2 separate regions of the Macaca mulatta genome follow, and region 2 is linked to region 1. A link is a contact called in public Hi-C data. All regions are on one chromosome and are shown on one strand. Each heading gives the region's core, a stretch centred on a gene start, on an enhancer-like site or on the middle of the called end of the contact. The rest is flanking DNA. Distances are from core to core; before and after follow the strand shown. Region 1 holds the start of ENTPD6 (ectonucleoside triphosphate diphosphohydrolase 6). Region 2 holds the start of APMAP (adipocyte plasma membrane associated protein).

The links. A called contact is a pair of places that touch in the nucleus more often than the background predicts.
Region 2: a contact with region 1 is called in a Hi-C map of cortical neurons, with 2.5 times the contacts expected there. The contact joins the promoter of APMAP here to the promoter of ENTPD6 in region 1. A contact is called at or near these places in 4 of 14 Hi-C or Micro-C datasets (cortical neurons, fetal cortex germinal zone, fibroblasts and 1 more).

What each region holds. Positions count from the first base shown.
Region 1 is chr10:58,952,106-58,959,636 of T2T-MMU8v2.0, reverse strand. ENTPD6 (ectonucleoside triphosphate diphosphohydrolase 6) reads left to right here and starts at 4,603. Exons shown (of 16, transcript XM_077951089.1): 1 at 4,603-4,756; 2 at 5,046-5,143; 3 at 6,731-6,821.
Region 2 is chr10:59,161,439-59,168,969 of T2T-MMU8v2.0, reverse strand. It overlaps APMAP (adipocyte plasma membrane associated protein), which reads right to left and starts at 3,893. Exons shown (of 9, transcript NM_001266050.1): 1 at 3,734-3,893. The coding sequence starts at 3,828.

The DNA of each region.
Region 1 (7,531 bases), core at 3,354-5,853:
ATTATTGAGCTGATCACCACTGAGGGTCACTGAGGCTCACTTCTACTGAGGACTCAGAATTGGTCCTCTGGGGACAGAAGGCTGAGGCATATATCCCCAAGTTAGTTAAGGGTTGCTGTGAAGCAGGTTCACTGTGCACTGGTTACCAACATGTCTGTGTCCAGTGAGAGAGAACACATTCATACTCAGTAAGTTATATGAAGCAAATTTATTACTTACAGACAGGCAGCAAGGGACAAGAGGAGCATTCATTGCAAGCTGGTCGCCCAAGGCTCAGGAAATCTGCTCAGGGCAAATGGAGTCTCAACTGAGCAAGCCCCACTTTCACCACAGATGAGGGATGCCAGAGAGCAGCCTGCCCTGGGTTTAACATCCCAGGGTAATGTGATTTGCTGGGCTGTGTTGAAGGACATCCTATTTTCAGCAGGAGACTGGAACTGACCTTGGGCTGTTCGGCCAGCTCTCCCTTATCGCACAATGTTGCAATCCCAGCACATTCTACAGCTATTCCTGAGAACTACACGGAAAAAGAGGGACTGGGTCTGTCCAAGGCCAGCCAAACTGCCCTGCAGTTACCTCGGGGATGTTAAATTTCCCTGAATTCCAGGCTGTGCCTGCTCCCAAGGCTTCCGGAGAAAGTCGTAAGATAAGCCTTAAAGAGGACAGCAACAAGATGCTTGAGGTGGCAGCATTTAGGGGAACTTTCCACAACAACCAGAGAGCTGACGGCAGAGGCAGGCAAGGGACATTAGCACTGCCAGTGTATGCTACAGGCACCTACCATGTTCCAGACAGAGTGCCGGGCACGCAGCAGGGAGCAGGACAGACCAACTTATTTGTTCTCATGGAGCTTCATTTCAGTAGTGGAAAAAGGAATTCACCAATAAACAAGTCAGCAAATAAGTAATGATGGCTGTTGTCTTTGCAAAAATTATGACAATAAGAAAAATATGACATAGGCCGGGCGCGGTGGCTCAAGCCTGTAATCCCAGCACTTTGGGAGGCCGAGGCGGGTGGATCACGAGGTCAGGAGATCGAGACTATCCTGGCTAACATGGTGAAACCCCGTCTCTACTAAAAATACAAAAAACTAGCCGGGCGTGGTGGCGGGCGCCTGTAGTCTCAGCTACTTGGGAGGCTGAGGCGGGAGAATGGCGTGAACCCGGGAGGCGGAGCTTGCAGTGAGCCGAGATCATGCCACTGCACTCCAGCCTGGGAGACACAGCGAGACTCCGTCTCAAAAAAAAAAAAAAAAAAAAAAAAAAAAGAAAAATATGACATAGGAAAATTACGACAGTGAAAAAAAACCTGACCTGATCCAACTCCATCTTCTAACCTCCAATCTGCCCTTGTTCATTCCCAGGCATAGGCCAAACAAATTTGTGGAGAAATTTAGTTTATAATTTCACTTTAAACCAAATATAACAGCCCGTCCCTGAAACAAACCTCCTTCTTGCTTGGGGACCAGACCACCTTTGTGAGACTAACAAATTAGCTACAAGATTAAAAATTATGGTCCAGGCATGGTGGCTCACACCTGTAAGCCCAGCACTTTGGGAGGCCAAGTTGGGCGGATCATCTGAGGTCAGGATTTCAAGACCAGCCTGGCCAACACGGTGAAACCCTGCCTCTACTAAAAAATATAAAAATTAGCTGGGCATAGTGGCAGGTGCCTGTAATCCCAGCTACTCAGGAGGCTGAGGCAGGATAATTGCTTGAACCCAGGAGGGGGAGGTTGCAGTGAGCTGAGATCGCACCATTGCACTCCAGTCTGGGGGACAAGAGCAAGACTTCATCTAAAAAAAAAAAAAAAAAATTATGGCTTAGGAGTCATGCAGCCCGAAGCCACAAGATTCCTAACTCCCCCAATTGCTCTAATAAATAATATTACTATTATAAAACATAAGATTGGTGTTCAAGGTATTTTTCAGACCCTGCATTGTGATAGACTAGCCGCACAGACTGGTAAACTGGCTCATCTGGTCTTGTGATCCCAACCCAGGAACTGACCCAGAGCAAGACAAAAGCTTCATCTCCTCATGATTTCATCCCTAACCCAACCAATCAGCACTCACCATTCCCTAGCCCCCTGACTGCTCAACTATCTTTTAAAAACCCTAGTCTCCAGACTGGCACAATCCTAGCACTTTGGGAGGCCGAGGAGGGCAATCACTTGAGAGCAGGAGTTCAAGACCAGCCTGGCCAACATGGTGAAACCCCGTCTTGACTAAAAACACAAATAATTAGCTGGGCATTGTGGCGTGCACTTGTAATCCCAGCTACTGGTGAGGCTGAGGCACGAGAATCACTTGAACAGAAGGTGGAGGTTGCAGTGAGCCTAGACTGCACCACTGCACTCCAGCCAGAGCAATGAAGCAAGACACTGTCTCAAAAACAACCGCCCCCCAAAAATTCCTTAAACTCCGAATCTGAGGAGAGCCTGATTTGAGGAATAAGAAGCCTCTGATCTCCTATTTAGCCAGCTCTATGTGTACTGAACTCTTTATCACAATTCCCGTCTTGAAAAATTGGCTCTATCTGGGCGACAGGCAAGAAGAAGCCGTTGGGTGCTTACAGTGTGATGAGTGCTATGAAGGAAATAACATAAAGGGTGATAGAGAATAACTAGAGGAGGCATTCTAGATAAAATGGTCTCAGGAGGTAACATTTGAGCTGAGTATTAAACATTGAGAAAGAATCTACAAAGGGAAGATCTAGCGCAAGACCTTTACAAGCAGTGTATAACACACACAAAAGCCCATGCCAGCAAAAAGATTTTACTTTCACAAATTCTAGAAACTCTAAGAGTAAAAAATGGTGAAAGGAAATGAAGTGATAACACATATTGTGAGTGCAGCAGGCAGAAACAGCGCCATCACCGTTTCACAACAGGATCTCAAAATACTAGGAAAAGTGCAAATTAAAACTGTGAGATACAGTTTGGTCATTATTGGATGGGGAAAGATCCAAAAGTGTGGAAAGACCGCACTGGTGAAGATATATGGAAACCCAAGGTCTTACACATTATTTGCCAGAGTGTAAATTAGTACAGTGTCTAAGGGGGGCAATTTAGCCATGTTTAGCCAATATATTATTTTAAAGGCCATATCCCAGTACAGCCAATTCCAACTCTAAGAATATTTCTGACAGATACACCCACATGCATGCACAAAGACAGTCCATGGGATCCAGTCGCATTATTCCTAACTGCAAGCAACTGGGAAAAACTTCAAGGTCCATCAGTGAGGGCCCGCATAGGCTAACCTCTGTAATAACCAAATCTCAGTGGCAGTGTCCAACCAGGTGCTTGTGGGTGACCTTCCAACAGGGACCGCATTGCCCGGCTGACAGGCCTGGTCTATGTACTGTCTGGGCATCCCATACAGTTAGCACTCATTCACCCTCAAAAGCGTCCCATCTTGAAAATAAACTCTTGTCCACTTGGTGCTTCAGGAACCTGGGCTTCTTCCACCAATATCTCTCCCAGATGCCCCAGTGCGCAGGTGGGGCCGTCCTCTAGGGCCAGGCCTGGCTAGGGCGCACCCACACCTCCTTGGCCAGACGCTGTGGGCCAGGAAGGGGCTCTGGCTCTTGCGGGAATGAGGGCGCCTAGCATAGGTGTGCACGTGGGCAGCCCCCACCCTGGGGCCCCTAAGTAAGCCGGGGCCTGCGAGCCAGGACAGTCAGGAGTTGCAACCTTGGTGATTTCTAGGAAGACATTAGAAAATGGGGTCAAAGGCCGGGTGCGGTGGCTCATGCCTGCAGACCCAGCACTTTGGGAGGCCGAGGCAGGAGGATCACTTTAGGTCAGGAGTTCAAGACCAGCCTGGCCAACAGGGTGAAACCTCGTCTCTACTAAAGATACAAAAATTAGCCGGGCGTGGTGGCGCACGCCTGTAATCCCAGTTGAGGCAACAGAATCGCTTGAACCCGGGAGGTGGAGGTTGCAGTGAGCCGAGATCGTGCCACTGCACTCCAGCCTGGGTGAGACCCTGCTAAAAAAAAAAAAAAAGAAAGAAAATGGGGTCAAGAAATGGGGGGTGGGAGGGGGGGAGTGGATTTCATGAACCTGCCTGCTCTGATGTGGCTGCATTTCCATCATGCATTGTCCTAAAAAAAGAAAAAGAAAAAAATAAAATGTAGACGTGGAGGGATGGGGGAAATTGCACAGGCCGGTCCAGGCTGTGAGGCTGCCCCCTGCCAGGCACGACGAGGGTCAGCTCTGCCGCGCCGTGAGGAAACCGGCCAAGGAAACCCCTTGAATCTGGCGAGGTCCCGCCCTGAGACGCTCGGGGAACCAGACTGCCGAGCCCTGCCTCTGGGCCGATGCCAGCCCGGTTGTGGACTGGAGAAAACCGCAACGCCACCCGCGGAATTAGAATTCGGCCGCCGCGCTTGCGCAGCTGGGTCCCCGACCCGGCCCGCGCCTGCGCAACTGGGTTCCCCCGGCCCGCGCCTGGGCAACTGGCCCCTCCCCCACAACGCAGCCCGGGCCTGCGCAACAGGGACCCTGTGACTCCCGCCTCCTGTCCCGCTTGCGCCTGCGCGGCTGGGTGCGCCCGCCCCGCCCCGCCCAGCCTGTGACGCCACGTGTATGTGGGCGGAGCCCAGGTCCTAGGGAACCGTGAGGTCGTATCCCGCTGGTGGAGGTTGGGGTGGCGCCGGCCGGGGCTGGAGAGCCCGAAAGACCGGCTGCCGCCTGCTCCCCGGAAAAGGGCACTCGTCTCCGTGGGTGTGACCGAGCGCGCGGTGCAGGGTAAGCGGCGGGCCGGGGCGCTGGCGGGGGCGGCCGGGGATCACCGACTGCAGGCGGGCCTCCCCACGCGGGCGCGCTGCGCTCCGGAGGACGGCCTCGGGGTCACTCGCACCCCGGCTCCCACCTCCTACTGCCTTCCTGTCCAGGCTTCATTAGGGCTCCCTGGACGTCTGGGCTCCGCTGACCGGTGGGGGGCAAGTCCAGTGTTTTGGGCCACAGGGCGGGCCAAATAGCAGGGGCCTCTAGCCCCAGGGGGCCCCAGCCCTGCTGCGTTCATTCATTCAACCAGCTTTTGCGGACCCGCCCCCAGTCTGCGTCAGGAACAGGCCCCTCCGCTCCTGGATGAGCCCGGCGGGGAAGCCTCGCGTAGCAGTTTCTGGGAAACAGGTAGGATCAGGCCGCTCGGACAGGACTGAGGGTGTAAGGACGATTCACCCCGGCATTGGGGTGATGTCCCGAGGAGCTCATAGGTGGTCAGGGCGGTTCTGCCCGAGCTGACCTGTGAGCCGCGGATGCCCGGACCGAGGGAGGGAGAGCCCCTGATGTGGACAGACTAGACTCCTTCAGTGGAAAACATTCAACAGCCAGGAGAGCGTGGAAGAGGAAGGAGAGATGGGAGGGTGTTTTTATTATAAGTGCAAAGGAACCAGCCACCGGGAAGTGCCTGGGCAGCTCTGGGTGTCCCTCCAGGCACCTGTATTCCAATCTTACCTGCGCGAAGCCACACACCCACGTCACACAGGATGCGGGGAATTCAGCCATAGCCTGCGGGGGGGAATCTTCCTGGGGAGAGGTGGATTACAAGGACTCTTCCTCCCACCCGCTGTGCAACAGCCATGGGCGGCGGGTAGTCATTTTTGAAGGACCTGGCAAGCACGGTACCAATCTCGAAATTGCTTTTTGTCTCCCTCCCCTTGGCCTGGAGAGAGTGACTGGCTAGCGTGTGTGTCTGCCTCCTGAAGCTTCGGGTAAAGGACCAGGGAGATGGGCAGCCCTTTGTGTCAGGAGATCTGGAAGCGCCTCCCCTCCCACCGCCTCCTGTGTAAAGGAAACAGCAGGTGGTGTTGACGGGCCTTTCATGCACCGGTTTTTGCCAAGGAGAGAAAAACCTATTGAAACCTCCCAGGAGGATGAGTGGAAGTTTCTAATGTGCTTTATTTTTGGATACAGCGTGCATGGCAGGCATTTGCATTCATGGCCCTTCCGTGTACAGGAACTGAAAACCTGAAGAAACTGGCCAACAGATTAGGCAGCCATCAATCCACATCAGATGGCGCCTGTATTTCCAAGAGGTGGCTTGCCATCCCCATCTCCTAGAAAGCCAACCAGGGGACAGGGCAGCTCCTACCACCGACAACACTGCTCCACCCTCGACAACACTGCTCCACCCTCAGATTCTCCTCTCTGACTCCTGCCTGGAGGGTGGCCTCGGCAGGAGCCACACCTCTCTGTTTGCCTGTGTGCACCCTACTTCCTATCCCTGCCTCCCCTTGGTCCCCACCTGCTACCTTCCTTACAGCCTCATCCCACCCTCTCTCTCCTTTAAAGAACAGACTGAGATGACATTGTTTTCCTCAGTGAGTCTGTCAGGGAGAACGTGATCAACAAATTCACGCTGTGGTGTTAGTGGTTCCCACAGAAACCCCATTGCCCCTCCTGCAGGTGTCTCAGCCATGGGCAACACTTTAATCTAGTGGAATGACATTGGTGTTAAGATCTGGGCCACAGGGATATGGAGGTGACCTGTTCCTTGGGGAGAGGGTATGGTGAACATGATTGTAAGAACTCTTCTTCCCACCCCTGTGCATGAGCAAGGCTGTTCCTGGTTCTGTGCTCTCTCAGTACTGTGTTCTAATTGGACTCTTGTTTTTGTCTTCCTGAACTTGGTGTGTAACTTCAGTAATTATGTCTATGTAAGGTATGTCTATGTATGTGAGTGTTTTTTGGATATCTAAAGTAGTCTTGTACTTACAGGGAAGGTGAAGTGATAAAGCACGTTCAATTTGGGGACTGAAGCTGGGGACTCTTGTGTGCTCCACCACACACTGACTGCAATCTCAGACAGGTCCGTTTACACACATTCCCAGGGCCTTGGTGCTGTCTTAGGGAAACCCAGGGCTGTGAGGTGGGCTTTGTGGGGCACTGGACACGGGACATGGCACATAAAGGGTTATTTTAAATGGGTAGACAATAAATAACTAGCAACTTTGCCTCTAGATTTAATATACCACCTGTGAATCTGATCATGTAGAATATGGTTCTTAGACTAACAAAGGACATGATAAGACTTGATTATGGGCCAGGTGCGGTGTCTCACACCTGTAATTCCAGCACTTTGGGAGGCCGAGGTGGGCAGATCATTTGAGGTCAGGAGTTTGAGAGCAGCCTGGCCAACATGGTGAAACACCGTCTGTACTAAAAATACAAAAATTAGCCAGGTGTGGTGACGTGTGCCTGTAATCCCAGATACTTGGGAGGCTGAGGCAGGAGAATTGCTTGAACCTGGGAGGCGGAGGTTGCGGTAAGCCAAGATTGTGCCACTTCACTCCAGCCTAGGTGAGAGAGTGAGACTCTGTCTCAAAAAAGAAAAAAAAAAAAACTTGATTACATGAAAAGGATTTTATTAAACATATTCACAGTTGTAGGGTGTTACTATTGCTTTTTGTCCCCACTATTCATCCCTGGACTGTTTCAGAACTTTCTCTATAAATACTGTAATTTAATTAAACATTTGATGATTACTTAGAAACCTGAAACTTTGGGTTATAGTCCACT
Region 2 (7,531 bases), core at 2,644-5,143, 210 kb before region 1:
ACAAAACTCCTTGAGCAGCACTGTCCAATAGAACTTTCTGCAATGATGGAAATACAATAGCTACTAGCCATGTGTGCTTCCTGAGCACTTGAAATGGAGTTAGCTTGTTATATAAACGAGGTAAGCCCAGCTCCTGGACCCCTGCTCTGGGTGCCACACTTATTTTAGCCCAAGGTTCGTTAACTTTTTGGCAGGCCCTCGTCAGTGTTGCTTCCTCTAAACTCACAGTTAACTACAATTCTTCTGTCTTTTCTTGGTGTCTGCCTCCCTCTTACTCTTTTTTTAACTTAAATAAAGGACACTGTATCGATCCCTATCCATTTTCACTGACAAAGCACTGCAGGTTCCCAACCTGTGCTGACACATCCAGGAACGCTGGCAACTTATTTCCCAGGTGCAGTCTGAGAAATCAGTTTGTTTGCCCCGATCTCTCGGAAGAGCCTGGAGGGATGCCCATCTCCATGAGGACATCTGCACCCTGAAATTGCCTACACTCTCTAAAGGCAAGAGCACAACGACAGTGATGCAACAGGATTTGACAACTGCTGTTGGCTGGGCCGCGATTTACACAATCTTCTGTAGATTCACCAGCCAATTTGATTTTGAAAGGTATGCTCTAACTCTGCACACAGGACATCAGGGCCTTGGGTCCTGAACTGAAGTCCAACAAGCAGACTCCAAGAGATCAAAATTTACCTGTGATTGTTGTGGAAAACCTGATAGCCCCAAATCCATGAGATACCAGCAATCTCAAGTGTCAAGGTGATTCCTGAAGCCTGAGAAAGCCAAACAGCATCAACTCATCTTTTTTAGTGACAGCATCTTGAATTTGTTCATTTTTCACAATCCTTTAAACGGGGGCTCCTAGATTCATCACTTTATCCTTGAAAAAAAATTAAGAAATCAAGAAACAAGTTTAAAAAGCTATCTGAAAATACACACCTGGGGCAAAGCTGAGACAAACACTCCAGCTGCCTGACTCCTCATGAACTCCTGAATGCCCCATCTGTTTCTCCATACTTCCTCCCTTACTCTTCAGTCTTCAAGAGGAAAAAGGAAAATGGACCTAGCAGAGACTTTTAATTAGACTAAAATCCTTCAGTTTATTGTAAAAGCAGAATTATATGGAATTTAGTGTACTGAAATATATTAAATCCTCAATGTATTTATTCTGCATCCCTAAACAGTCATATACGGACATTAAACAGTTCTCTTCCTAGATAGAACTGTGTTCCAAAGAGAAAGGAACAGTTCCACAGAATACAATTAAGTTTCTAAAGCATTTTGGGAAATCAATGTCAAATAATAATTATAAGCTTGCACTGGTATGTTAAAGTGCTTAGCTCATCTATGTTCCACACTGAATAAAAGAATTTACCAATCAAATTCTCCATTATATCTTAAACACAGTAATTCAAGAGCTTTGGCATAAAATCTTATTTCCAAAGCATAATTTAAAAAATACACTTCTCAATCATTGTCCAGCTGCCGGTTCTATCCTTCTTCATTCATTTCTCTTTTGACTCTATTCTCTGTAATTTCATATAAATTAACTCGCACACACAGACCTCAATGATCTCATCGGCAAAACAAAGCAAACACCACTTTTCACGCCAAGAGTTGGGAGACCAGCCAACATATTGCTAGGGGTCCCTACCACTGCTAAAATCTATGTCTTAGTTCTGTCAGTTTAGTAACATGTCTTTCAAAGCTTCCTTTATTCTATTTAGCACATCTAAAGTGCTAAAGTTTATTCTAACAGTTTCGTATTTTTATTTCTGAATTTAGATTCCTTTACTTCACCCACTATACACAGGCTTCCCTGGCTTATGTTGAACCCTTGAGTTTTAAGGTAATCAAGAATACTATTACATGAACTACTAGAAATGACCACAAAAGAAATGAAAAATATAGGAGAGCTGCAGAAGAAAAATAAGAAAAACAGCTACATATTACAATAATAACCGCAGAAAGGAAGGGTGGTGACAAGACCTCACTTTGAAAGAGATCATTACAAATATACAGAAAAGGGATAAACAAACAAGGACAAACACAGGGAAACAGGAACAATGTTCATGGACAGGGAAGTCAAGGAAATAACATAAATGTAAAAGGCACACTGGAAAAGATCAAGCAGTAAAAGATGACTTTAGAATCAGATTTACTTAGTCATTATGAAAGAAATCCCCACAGAGAACCTGAAAAAAACAATTAAGTCTACTGCTCTGCCCTGGGGCCAGAGGTGTGAGCCAGCAGACTTGAGAGTTGGGACCACCTAACCAGTGCTCTCAGGGGCTGTATGCCCTGGTTTTCAACGCACTGCACCTAATGACAAACTCAGGCCACTGCTCTTTCATTTCTCAGGTACAAATGGCTTGTCTTCAAGATTTCCGTAGGAAAGTGTTGCCAATTCTTGCATGTCCATTCTAAATGGCTCCTCAACCATCAACAGATGATTAATTCACAGTAAGTAGGGTGACCAAATTGTCCCAGTTTGCCCAGGTTTAGCACTTAAAGTTCTACATCCTTGGAAACCCCAGTCCAGGGCAACCCAGGATGGTTGGTCAGGATATATGGGAGCATCTTCCCGATCTTTTCACTGGCCCAAGGTCAACTATCACCGCAAAGTCTTCTCTCTAAATTGCTTCTCTAGAGCCTAAATGCTCCTCCCTGCCATCGTTCTCCTTTAAATGTGTTCCTCTCATCATCAGTCAATAAACTCAGTCTACAGGGGCAAAAACTGCCTCTCATTCATATGTACCCCACCACCTCTCGGCACATTACTGAACAAATATTTCCAGTACTTCTATCAAATATAAGTCAATCTGTTCCACAGCTTCAAGCTTGGTCTGTGGGGCCTCTTGATTCTCCCTGAAACTTAAAAGTTATGAAATTCAGGACACATAATTGAAAAGCGAATTTCAAGTATCTTACATTGAAATCTATATTTGCGGATCATGATTCAGTTTTTAGCTAACAAAACATAGCATTCTTATATTCTAGAAGATGGCAGAGGAGGCTAAAGGACAAAACCTGGTATTTCTGAGGTGTCAACAACTACAGTTTCCTATGTTTCTCCATCCCTATCGGGAAAAACTGCAAGGCTGAATTCTCACAAAAATTGCCTACAATGTCACTTCTGTTCTCCACTCTTTCCAAGAACCGCGGTGAGGACTGGTCACACAGCGTGAAGGGGGCAGGTGCAGAAGAGCAAGTGTAGAAGCCATCTCTTCGCCGGATAACGAGGCAGGACCCCAGCATCTCGTGGGACCTCCTCCCTTCGAGAAAGTGCGAGCGGGGGACCAGGAGGACGCAAGACACTGGCCAGGTAGCTGTGCCCCAGGGGGATCAGATGAGCCAAAGGAATGACAGCGCGAGGGGAGCGAGGGAAAGGCGAGGAAGCAACCGCGCTGCAGGGTGGGGCAGGAGTGAGGGGAGGGAAGGCGCAGGAGCAGCGCGAGACGGTCTAGGGTCCCGGAGAGCCGAGGATAACGCCGCGACTGGGCGCTGGGTGCACCCGAACCTCAAAGACCTGGCAGGTACATCCGCCTTGTCGGAGTCTGCTTCCTCCTCGGAAAAATGAGTTTTTCTTGGGGATGAAACGAGAGGGCTCGGACAAGGCGCTCTGCACCACATCCCCAGGTTACTGTTACTGCCGTCGCCGCTGTCCAGGAGGATCACCCTCTACTCCTCGCGGCCCGGCTTCAGCGCCCGGTCTGCGAGTCCGGCCTACCTGCCGTCCTTAGCCTCCGGGGCCTGGCCATCATCGTCCGTGACGACCTGCGGCCGCAGAGGCCGGCGCTGTCGCAGCCCGTCCGCCTCGCTCATGGTAAGAGCGCCAGCCTGCCCAGCAACCACCACCCCGCAGTGAGCAGCAACGGCTCACGCTGCAGGCCCGCCCTCCCTGGCGCGCGGAAATGACGTTGAGCCCAGGGACCAATCCGCAGCGTTGTCCCGCCCCTTCCGGCCTCATGGGCGGGCGGTCTTCAGCGCGTCGCTCTTCGGCGCTCGGAGGCGAATTTTGAGCGCCCGGGAGCGGCGCTCGGAAACCGCTCAAAGCGAGCACCGGGAGCTCCTGAGGTCCCCGCCCGTCTCGGACTCCGGAGCCCAGAACACGAGTGGTTCCACCTTGGGCTCGCCTAGCTCAGTCCCTGCGCATGCCGCCTTCGTCTTACGTTTCTGAGGACGGGAATGCTCATGACGCACTTGGGAATTGCTGGCCCGAGATGTTGGCCACTTTTATCGTTAGAGAGGATGGCGCTGTTTATGAAATGTCAGCGACCCTGCTCTTACGGGCAGCGTCAAAAATAATGCATTCACACCCTTGGAACGAAGTCACCTCTGCCTGAAAATTACGTCCTTCCCCGACTCATCCGGTTAAGGGGAAAACGGGCTAGAAAATGTTTCCCTCTGGTTAAGGCCAGATGTTGAGTATTAAATCTTTTTGTGACCGTTACAACAGACATTTGATAAAGTTTATTAAGTTTTGATAAAGTGTATTAAGGGTTACCCTTAAGCAAAGGCCAGGTAGAAGTAGAAATTATCACTAACAAAGTTTAAGAAAGCATAGAGTGGCATCGTTCTTTCAACAGTATTGCAGTGAACCAGAAATGTTCCCAGGTGCTGGGAGATGATGGTGGGCAAATCACAGACAAGGCAATTAAGCTTATGGAAATTAAGCTAGTGGGAAAGATGACTTCAATCAGACCATCGTCATAAAATAGACATGTAAAATTATCAAACGTAATAATTGCTTGAAAGGGGAAGAATTGGATCTTGTGAGAGCCTTTGACAGGCAAAGGGATTGAAAGAGAAATCGAATCTGGAGGAAGTGACAGGGAGGATTTCCAGGCAGAAGAAATCAAAGCCTGTTACCAGTGGCACGAGGAATCATGTCTGGAAAAGCCACGTTCAAAATGCAGTGTTACTAACAGAAATAATTTCCTCTTGGAGGCATTCCTGATAGAAACATGCCATTACCTTTTTAAGTGCTAGATGGCACTAGAATTCCATGTGAATGTTTTTTATTTATTCATTCAAAGAGCTGAAGAACCAGCCTGAGGGAAGTGGAGAGCTGTGCAAATCCAGTTCTCCAGAGATCCCAGGTAATAATTCAAGTCTCGGCAACATTTTACTTCATTCTGTGTCATTGAGAATAGCCAGTACAGCCATTAAATCAGGGATAGTGTTAACAAAGTGCTGTATGGTCTGACACCTTCTTGCCTGTCTGGACTGTCCCTCTTGCTCTGCAACCCCCATTTCAGACACTCAGGATGACTTACCATGTCTAATCTCATGCCTGGCTGTCTTTGTCCTTGAGGTTCCTTCTTGCTGTGATACACTCTTCTTCACTTCCACTTGGCCAATTATTTTTATCATTCAGGACCCACTTCAAGTATCCTTGCTGAAAATTCTTCTCCCGGTTTCCCAAGCAGAACATCTTCCTCTTTGTCTTCAAGGCACTTTAAACACGCTCCAGCCGTAACATTTGAACCCATTGCATTGGAGCTATTTGTGTTCCATGCCCAGTGTTACAGCCCATGCACTGCAAACACCCAGGGACACATTCATAAGAAAAATAATGGCAGTAGGTTGGGTTTACTGAACTTGCTGCAGCAAAGAAATGCACCAGAGGACCTGTGAGGCTCCTCAAAATGGGGGAGTCATGGGAGAGTCCTTGTGGGGTTTAGGGGCTGGAGTTAGTCCATAGATAGTCTTGCTGGGGATTGGTCAGAATCCGTTAACAAGGGGAGTCACTGGAGGAACCAGCGACCTTATCTCTGGGATATGTAAGTCCATTCGGAGTTACCAGGAGGTCAGCTCATGGGCATATCATGAAGCACGTAGGTAGTTGGTGTTACAGTGGTCTGAGCTAGATCATTTGTGCTGCATAGCACAGGTTCAGTACAGTTTTTCTGTTTTCAAGTGATGGTGAAGCCTGCTTTGATTGTTGTATTTGTTTCAGTTCTCAGTTCTCCCACCCCACCTTCCAACCCAGCTGCCAACCAGACCGACTTTCTCATCGTACTGAAGCCAGTTATTGGAGTGGGACCACCATGATTAATTTAATCAGGTTTCTCAGCGCCACTGATATTTTGGGCTAGATAATTCTTTGTTAGGAGGTGGAGGGCGGCCTCTCCTCTGCGCTGGTGTTTCAGCAGCATCCCTGGGCTCCCCCCACTAGATGGCAGTAATATCCCACCTAGTCGTGATGATAAAAGATGTTGCCAGACATTGACTGATACCCCCTGGAGGACAAAACAGCCCTTGGTTGAGAAGCACTGGGTTAGACCAACCAGAACCCACACCCAACCCTGGCATTGGGGATGAGGCTCACTTCCATTGGAACACTGGCCCACGTGGAGGGCATTTATCTCAACAAAAGCAGGCTCTGCCCGCATGGAAGAAGAAGCGCATGATGCTGGCAGGGAGCCCACAGTGTGCCTGGCAGTTCAAACAAGAAGCAAATCCTACTTCTAGTCCAGTGCTTTTTCCCAGTCCCATACTGTTTCAACTCCTTCCACAGAGATCTCCTGAAAGGCTGCCAGGTGCCAAGTGTGGTGACAAAACAAGGGTGAAATACAGTGAGCCGGCCTGCACAGGCGTTATCATCTAGGAGGGGAGAGAGGAAGTGTAACGAAGACCACTATAAAGCACTGCTGCAGAAGAGCCACCGCATGCCTTGGGCTGCGAGGAGGAACAAGTGCCATTAGATGGGACTGACCAGAGATGGCTTCTTGGAGGAAGGGGATTTGCACCAGGATTTAGATTAATAAGATTATAATTGGGGGATTAGGGTGATAGAGAAGAACAAGAAACAGGCTAAGAGGGAAGAATGTGGTGCCCAGGGATTGTTAAACAAGGGGGCGATGATCCGGGATGGACATCAGGGTTACTGAGTGATCAAGAAAGAATAGCCACAAATATATACACCTGTTATGTACCCACGAAAACAGAAAATAAAAATAAATTTTTTAACAAAGAAAGAATAGTCTGAAAAGGGCAAAGCAGGGTGGGAAGTAGCTGATCCCCTTCTTGCCCATAAGTCCAAGAGAGCACAGAAGACACTGCCAACTCGGAAAAGGGTTGCAAGGGAAGTTGTTCTGTCATGGTGGGAAGCTCTGGTTTTAATTCAGGTGGGACAGTGGAGACAGTAAAGTTAGGCAATGTGGACTAGTTTGTTCACCGCAGGAAAAGCACCTTAGAGATCATGCAGCTACAGGAAACAGACATCCGCCAAAACTGGCAGAGGATGAGGGAGGGATACATTGGAAGGATTTGGGGATACCTTATGGAACTCAGACTCAGAAAGTACAGCCAGGCCTCACAGGGACTGGAACAAAGACCTGGCAACACAGGGGCAGAGTCACCCTCTGCCTCCTGGTGCCTCACACTGTCCTGTCTCTGCACCCCTCCGTGCTCACATGGCACACGCTGCTGGGCTGGCCCCTTCTCCTCTTTTGCTGCCCTCCCCTGGAGAGCTGGAAAAGATCAGTGTTACTCATCCAGCTGTCAAAGCTAACACAGCCAT